Regions from separate parts of the Zea mays genome. Here region 1 is linked to region 2. Evidence: chromatin contacts called from public Hi-C data. All regions are on one chromosome and are shown on one strand. The core of a region is the stretch at or near the end of the contact, and the rest is flanking DNA. Distances in the headings are between cores, read along the strand shown. Region 1 holds the start of LOC100284598 (NADP-dependent malic enzyme). Region 2 holds the start of LOC100283735 (hexokinase-1).

What was found. Hi-C and Micro-C count contacts between places; a contact is called where the count stands out from the background.
Region 1: a Hi-C map of ear shows a contact between it and region 2, with 2.4 times the contacts expected there. The contact joins the promoter of LOC100284598 here to the promoter of LOC100283735 in region 2. A contact is called at or near these places in 2 of 25 Hi-C or Micro-C datasets (ear and tassel).

What each region holds. Positions count from the first base shown.
Region 1 is chr6:141,029,559-141,033,796 of Zm-B73-REFERENCE-NAM-5.0, forward strand. It overlaps LOC100284598 (NADP-dependent malic enzyme), which reads left to right and starts at 2,606. Exons shown (of 9, transcript NM_001157493.1): 1 at 2,606-2,794; 2 at 3,175-3,522; 3 at 3,630-3,801; 4 at 3,961-4,056; 5 at 4,211-4,238. The coding sequence starts at 2,706.
Region 2 is chr6:140,879,794-140,884,329 of Zm-B73-REFERENCE-NAM-5.0, forward strand. It overlaps LOC100283735 (hexokinase-1), which reads left to right and starts at 2,325. Exons shown (of 7, transcript NM_001369883.1): 1 at 2,325-2,777; 2 at 3,262-3,412; 3 at 3,488-3,658; 4 at 3,763-3,837; 5 at 3,937-4,200; 6 at 4,291-4,421; 7 at 4,530-4,536. The coding sequence starts at 2,596.

The DNA of each region.
Region 1 (4,238 bases), core at 1,356-3,855, 150 kb after region 2:
GAGGGGAGGCTACGAGTGGGGGGTTGCAGGGAAGGATGAGGGATAAGAGATGATCAAAATAATATTGTTCATTGGATTTAAGGGAGAGACGGTTATCCAGCAATATCCATCTAACCAAATCACCCCACACCTATAACCTCCACTAAATTCACTAAACAACTTACACTCGGACTTAACACACCATCAAAACGAATGATTCAAATCGCTGGATAATCCTATCTCACTTAGTCAAATCCAATAGATAATATTATTTAGATCATCCTTCTCTCTCTCTTACGACCCTGCCGCCCCCAACCTCCTCCTCTCCCTCCCCTCGTATCCCCGCCACCCCTCCCCCTCCCCTCATTCGCCTCGTCGCCATCGTCGTTGACCCTCCTCTCTTCTGGATCGTAGCGTTAACACGAGCTATATATTAGTCTATTTTAGCGTTTTGGTTGTTTCTTTTTCTTTGCCCTTCCATGTCTCCATAATCATGCAACATCGTAATTCTTGCACTTCCTCCTTTCTTTAGCTATCTCCAGTAGCTCTTCTATTTCATCACATATATCAAACTCCACTCTCTGTCTATATTATAAAAATATATTTTATATGACTATATACACGATATGCTGAACACAACCTTAATATTCGTTCTTTCCATGTGTATAAACTCATCGCACCGTTTCATGTCGTTGCCTCCACCTCCGTCTCAAGGTTGCTAGATAGTAGTATACGTCCAAGTCCAAATACAATTGGATATGCTCACGCAAATGTCAAAACTTAGACCATGTTTAGATAGACTAAAAAAGATTGTAGCTGCTACAAAAATCTCAGATAGACTAAAAAAACATGGTACAGAAATCTCTTAGATAGACTAAAAAAAGATGGTAGCTGCTATAAAAATCTCTAGACGGTGCAAACAGCTTGGTTTATAGCCCGTTCGAAACTATTCAACTACCCAGATGGTCAAAAAAAGCTATTAGCCGCTCTCTTAGGCTATTGTAGCTTATGGAAAGTTTAGCTGATCTAAATGAAGTTTTACTCAAAGAACCTCTAAACGCTTATCTTTACAAGTCGTGTCTAAAGAAGTCTATTATATTAAAAAAATAGATTGATGATATTTTTTCCCGAACAGATCCCGTGGAGAAAAATCTGCATGAAAATATATATCCGAAAAGTTATGTTTAAAAACCGTACTAAAAGTTTAAAGTAAAAACATTGCTTCAAGGGATCAAGTAGTATATAATTTAAGTAGTCTCTACTCACTACCGGAATCAGCAGCTTTATCGAGTGTCTAAAACACTCGACAAAGCTTGAAAAACACTCGGCGAAGGCTTTCCTGGGTGTAACAATCAGTAAAGAAAGTTCGGTGAACTGTACATCGATAACAACTTATTTGTCGAGTACTTTTTATCGGACACTCGACAAAGACTTTGCCGAGTGTCAACCTATAATCGGTAAATAAAAGTCCCCGTCACGGCGACGGAGCCTGTGCCGAGTGCCCACAGAGTGGCACTTGGCAAAGGCTCACTCTTTGCCGAGTGTCCACTCTACTACATTAAGAATCAGTTTCCACGATTGTATGATCCTCGTGCTCCATACGTTTAAATGTAAAATTTTTAAAATTATGTACAAATGAGGATTTAAACTATAGTTGTTGGCTTTTAAATCTAGATTCACGTAGAACACATATATTTTTATATTTTATACTTCCTATTTATAAATGAAAACCGCAACAATATACTCTCACTAGCAGGCAGATAGTAAAACCCAGAGTTACGATGGGAAATAAAATTTAGGAAAATAAGTACGGAGCACGTTGGACGGTGCGCGATAGCGAGCAATGGTACGTGGGCGCCCGTGCGCCAATCCGCCAACCAGAAAGAAGGCGCTACTGTGGTTTGGATCTGGCACGCAGTTTTCCTGTGGATTTATGGCGGTAATACTAATACATACAGCGTCCGCGGCACACCTAGTCATCAAAACAGTCGGCACTCCGGCAGTGGTCCGGTGCGCGCGCTCGCCCCTGCCTGCTGCGTGCGCAAGCAAGATGGCCAATGGCAGCGGCAGCCACTGCTAGTAAGTTACAGTACGTGCAATATTTCGGTGCAAGGCGGCGGCGTTCGCGTACCATACCAGGCGCGGAAGCCAGGCCCGCTGCTGGAACACCAAACTCATCAGCAGGCAGGATCCCGGCTCACCAGCCGACCGGCACCGAGGCCGACGACTGCTCCACCACCACCAAGTCACCAACCCATTGGGCATTGGGCCTTGGTCTGCCTTCCTCGCCGCGTCGGCGGGCAGCTTCCCTTCCCCACCGGCCACCACCAGCAGGCAGCAGCAGCAGCAGCTGCAGGACACACACCACCTTTCCACAAGTTCCCTTTGGCTTTCCTCCCTCGCCGCGGCGTTTACCATCCGCTCGCGTCCCCGACCTTTCCTCGCTTCCACACGCGGCGGGCCCCAGCCGTGGCAAACCTGGGCTGGGAGGGGGAGCGACTAGGACTACTACTTTTCAGGGCCCCTGCCCCTGCCCGTGGAGACTACTCAGCGTCTGGAGCGCTATAAATCCGCGTCACCGTCCGTTGCTTCTTCTTCCACATCCGTCTTCCTCCTGTAACCAGATCTGAACCCGCGGCGACAGAAACAAACGCTCGCTCGCTCGTTCGTTGTCCGTTCATTGTCTTCGCCGGCGCCGAGGGACCCTGAGAGGGCAGGCGGGCGAGATGGCGGGCGGCGGCGTTGAGGACGTGTACGGCGAGGACCGCGCTACCGAGGAGCAGCTGATCACGCCGTGGGCCTTCTCCGTCGCAAGGTCCCATCGATTCGGATCCATTCCCATGCTCACGATCTCGTCTTCTTCCACCTCTCTCTCTCTCTCGGCTCTCGCCCTCGCGCGCCGCCTGCCTACGCTAACCAAACATTCCTCTCCACGTTATGCGAAAGCTGCCTTTTCTTTTGCCGTCTTCGTCCAAACATCTTCGATTCGTCGCCATTCGCCACAGTTTTGCACATTTTTTTTCATCAATTATTATTATTCTTATGGTATACAGTAGTATTGTACAGTAGACCGACACCAGTCAGCGATTTCTTCCAGCGTATAATATATTATGCGCGCGTAAAAGCGTATCTGACGAAGTTTGCATGTCATGATCTGACGATCGGTTTCTTTTTCCCTCCTCCTCCTCCATCCAGCGGCTACACCCTGCTGCGCGACCCGCGGCACAACAAGGGCCTGGCCTTCTCGGAGGCGGAGCGCGACGCGCACTACCTCCGGGGCCTGCTGCCGCCGGCGCTGGCGTCGCAGGAGCTGCAGGAGAAGAAGCTCATGCAGAACCTGCGCCGGTACGAGCAGCCGCTGCACCGCTACATCGCCATGATGGACCTGCAGGAGCGCAACGAGAGGCTCTTCTACAAGCTCCTCATCGACAACGTCGAGGAGCTGCTCCCCGTCGTCTACACGCCCACCGTCGGCGAGGCATGCCAGAAGTACGGCAGCATCTACCGCCGCCCGCAGGGGCTGTACATCAGCCTCAGGGACAAGTAATTCACTCTCTCTGTTCTACTCTATCTCTCCTTCTCCGTCTCTTTCTTCTGTGTTCTTCCTCCATTGCTCTGTACTTATTCATGCGCGCTGCCTTTTCAACCAGGGGCAAGATCCTCGAGGTGCTCAAGAACTGGCCCGAGAGGAGCATCCAGGTCATCGTCGTCACCGACGGCGAGCGCATCCTCGGCCTCGGTGATCTCGGTTGCCAGGGGATGGGAATTCCCGTTGGCAAGCTCTCCCTCTACACTGCCCTCGGAGGTGTTCGCCCGTCAGCTGTAAGTGCTGCTCACAATGCTCATTCTTCAGTATTACTACTCTGTCGGAATAAACTTGTAGCACTAGTCGTAGTAGGAAAGATTTGGAATCGATTTTTTTTCTTCAGTATTACTACTACTTCAGTATTATTGGTCGTAATAATGTTTACGCTGCTGCAGTGCCTGCCCATCACAATTGATGTCGGCACCAACAACGAGGCCTTGCTCAAGGACGAGTTCTACATCGGCCTCCGCCAGAGGCGTGCCACCGGCGAGGTCAGCAACTCATCTGCAATCCCCTCCATTGATTTAGTTCTACCCCTACATGGCTGTTCTGTTCACCCACTTGCAGCTGGTGATTTTGTTGAACCTGTAACCAGTCTCTTGTCTGGATTATTGAGACGTGGCTTGTGTTTTTGATGGTTCACAGGAGTACCATGAACTTCTTGAAGAGTTCA
Region 2 (4,536 bases), core at 1,075-3,574:
CCGACAAGTTCTTCAGGCTCCGGATGATCAACTGCGACGTAGTTTGGGCGCCCGGAATGACCATTCGTTTCGGAAGCCTCGGCTTCGTCCACGACAACGAGGGAACAATGATTAGAGCCCCGAAAGCCCCATCCCCTCGATGAAAGACTTGACCAATGTCGCTATGGGCCCTGGAGGCCTCTAGCTCAACTCCCATTAGGGACACAACAGACGGGGTACACGACAGAGACTGTTTGTGCTGAATTTGTGGGAATGGTGGACCCCATCAGGGATTCATTCCGTGACCTCCTCCTGACAGGGTCAGAACACGAACATAGCTCTCCGTCCGGAGGAGCAGGTCGCGACCCGGCTTAGGAGTGCTTCATAGCCGGCACCCCGAAAAACTGCTCCCCGCTCACAGGAAGCCCTAAGGTAACCCCCTGCTAGCGTCACGATGCGTGTGGTGGTGGCTAGTCTACCGCGGCTCGACGTACCCTGCCAAAAGCCGCTGCTAGGATCGAGTCCTTCCCAAAGCAGTCATTGCCCCTCGACCAGTAGGCGAGGGACGCCACGACAACGGTTGGGACAACCCCGACAAGATGTTGGAAAAGTAGCTGAGGTGAGGCTCCTAGAATTGGTTGAGCTTAGTACAACCACGTCTAGGGCTGAATATCAAGCTAGCTCGACTCGACTCGTTTATGAGCTCGAGTTGGCTTATTTAGCTCGCGAGATACAACATAAAAAACAATATATATAATCAATTTATAGTTGATTTCAAACCAATTTAACAATAAAAAATTATAATTATACTCATAGTTTCACAAACCATATTACTCATCAATTTACAATTCAAAATTTACACACATGTTCATTATTTTAAGCCACAAAAATGTGATAGTTTGTTTAGCTCGTGAGAACTAGCGGCTCGTTAATAAAACTGAGTGAGCCCACGAGCTATAATTATTTAGTTTCGAGCACCCTACGAGCTATAATTATTTGGTTTCGTGCACCCTAACCGCGCCCCACGACTGGAGTTAGGCTGGTGCCAGTGCGGGCGGCAGCGCGGGCGAGAAGAGGCCGATGCCGCCCGCGCACGGGCGATAGGCGGGCGAGAGGCCGGCGCCGGGCGATGGCGCTGGCGCCCGGCGAGAGCGGGCGATATCGCCTCGCTCTCGCCCGCGCTGGAGCGCCCGTCCGGGCGAGAGGCGGGCGAGAGGGAGGCGAGGCACTGGCGGGGCGAGAGCGCGGGCGAGAGCGACGTGGCGCGATCTGATTGGTCCACGTGTCGCGATCTGATTGGTCCACGTGTGCTAGCTGTTGCAACTAGCCGTTTTTGACCGTTTGGAGTCCAAAAAATTCGAAAAAAATTGCAAAAAATCACAAATTTCATCCCCAATCCCTCTATATATACCCCTACCCGGGTGGAGCTCATTCCACACACCATTCCATCTCATTTTTCTCTTCCAAACTCCCCTTTCTTCACACAATGTCGGGTTGGTCCCCAGATTTTAATTATCATGTCATTTTATTTTAATTATTATGTACTTTGTAATTTTTAATTCAATAAAAAATATTATGTTGTGTGTTTTCTGAGCGTTGAAATAAATCCGCGTGAATTACTTAATTCTGAAATAGAAAAGCTGACGTGGCTATAGCCTGAGGCTGTAGCCTGCTGCAGCCTGTGCACTGGAGCAGCAGGGGCGAGAGTGGAGGCGAGAGCTGACGTGGCAGGGGCAAGAGGGAGGCGGTGCACTGGACTCAGCCTTAGCAGTGGCCAGTGAACACTGAGCAGAGCACACTGGCAATGATATGGCATCGATGTCGGCGCCTCGACGGCAATTGTAAAAAAAAAAATATTGATGCCGCGCCAACCCCTGGTCGTTGGTCAAAACCAAGCAACTGCTCACGCGCTTCGGCGCTTCCCGTGGGCAACGGCGGCGGAGGAGAATTCGAAGCAGCGCTCTTGGCAAGGCGATCCGCCGCCACCCATCTTTATCCAGCAAGTTTTAATAATTATTAGATTAGATATATAAAGGGTGTGTAATATTGAGATGCCAAAAAATTATTAATAAAATTAGCTAACTAACAAATAGCTATCTAACTATTAACTAATTTATTAAAAATATTTAATAGTGAACTATTAGCTAGAATGTTTAAATGTGTCAACTAATTTTAGTCCCTAACTATTATCCACTCATTATTAGATATCCAATAATAAAAATCAAATTTACCCGCATGCACGAGTCCGAGTCAGCCACAACTAGGACGGACTCCGGAGGGGACCGAGGCTTATAAATACAGCTCCCAGACAGACCCACCGATCCTCCCAAGGTCGCGTTCCATCGATTCTCCACGAGCGGATAGCGGCGTACAGATCTTTTCGTGCTCGTCTTCGCGTCGGTGTGGCTGGCCCGTGACTGTGAGAAGTCAAAATCTCACAGCATATTGATTGGGCTGATTCCGTGGGAGGGAATCGGGGATCTGGCATTCTCGCGCCCAAAAGGTCGCAGCTTTCTTTCGTGTCGCCAGCCGGTGCGCGGTCGACGCAGAGCGCGTGGAGGGTGTCCCGCTAGTAGCTCCTCGACGACGACGGTGACGGGAGGCCGGGGGTTGACCATGGTGGCGGCGGCGGACCTGGAGGCGGCGGAGCGGGTGGTGGCGGAGCTCCGCGAGGCGTGCGCGGCGCGGCTCGACGAGGTGGCGGCGGCGATGGAGGCGGAGATGCGCGCCGGACTGCGCGAGGAGGGCGGCAGCAAGATCAAGATGATCGTCTCCTTCGTCGACAACCTCCCCACGGGGTAATCTCTTCTAGCTGGTTTCATTTCATCATCCCCCCATATCGATAGAACGCGTGTCCGCCCGCGTGTTGGCGTGAACCTCGCGCGGCGGCACGTGGTGTCCAGCTGCCTGCCCTCCAGTCCTGGGAGCAGTTGGACTCGGAGTGCCAGCGCACAGTGCGCCCGTCCCTTTTGTTTCCGTTTGTTTTATTCCCCCACTTGATAATGGACAAAACATCCAACCTGAAATTTTGGCACGGTTTAGCCGCAAACAGGAAATTTATTTTTGGCAAATAAGCACGCGCAATTCATGATGTGCCATGCAGTGTTCTTTGCTGCTCAGCAGTTGAACAGCCACCAGTTGTGTGGTGCCAGCTGCCATCGAATACTAGCCTCGAGTGATCTGTTGCTCCGGCTGTCACAACTCACAACCGTGTGTGCTCTGCTGTCGTGAATCTCTCTGATCACACGTTTTTACTGTGCAAAAAAATTAAAAAAAAAACAGGAACGAAGAGGGCGTCTTCTACGCCTTGGACCTTGGCGGAACGAACTTCCGCGTGCTGCGCGTGCAGCTCGCCGGGAAAGACAGGCGTGTGGCCAAGCGAGACTCCAAGGAGGTGTCCATCCCTCCTCACCTCATGTCAGGCAACGCGTCGGTGAGTAGCGCGCATTTTCCATCTGTTGTGCTCATCCTCATATCCATGGTGTCGAGTGCTGAATCCTCCTTTCAGGAGCTGTTTGGCTTCATCGCCTCGGCGCTAGCCAAGTACGTCGCCGCGGCGGGCGAAGGGGACGGCAGGCAGAGAGAGCTCGGGTTCACCTTCTCTTTCCCCGTGCGCCAGACGTCGATCGCGTCAGGCACGCTCATCAAGTGGACCAAGGCGTTTTCGGTCGACGACGCTGTATGTAGAGTTGTAGTTGTAGACTATCCGTTGATCGTTCCATTTCGTGGCTGTGTGGACTCTAGACAGACGTATTTATAAATACCGTTTCTGAAACTATTCAGGTTGGTGAGGATGTCGTCGCCGAGCTGCAGACGGCCATGGAGAAGCAAGGCGTCGACATGCGTGTGGCGGCACTGGTTAGTCTATTGATCCGGCTGTAATAAGAATTCTCATACAAACAGCTAGCACGTACGGGTCGTTGACAATTTACCTTGTCATTCATATATATGCCTCAGATCAACGATACGGTCGGGACGCTGGCTGCGGGCCGGTACAACGATGAGGACGTCGTCGTCGGTGTGATACTAGGCACTGGCTCCAACGCCGCGTACGTCGAAGAGGCCAGTGCCATACCCAAGCTCAAGCTGGAGGGCGGCGAATTGCCCAAGTCAGGGAACATGGTGATAAACACAGAATGGGGTAACTTCTACTCGCCCTGCCTCCCCATCACGGAGTATGACCAGGCCTTGGATGAGGAGAGCTTAAACCCAGGGGAGCAGGTAGGGACGATGATTCTCTCTTGTTCATGCATGTTAATAATACTATAAAACCTTCGAGCTTACACGGTTTATATTAACCGCTGTTTTCAGATCTTCGAGAAGCTGGTTTCGGGCATGTATCTCGGCGAGATTGTGAGGCGGGTGCTGCTTAAAATCGCGTCGCAGTCTTCCATCTTGGGCGATGTCAGCCACACGAACCTCAAAACTCGCTTCAGTCTTAGGTATTTTTATGTCTCTCTTTTATTTCGAGAGTTGCCTGTTCCATATGGAAAAAAAAAACGAGAGTTAATGCTGATCAAACAGACGTTGCTGCTGCGTTTGGCATTCAGGACTCCG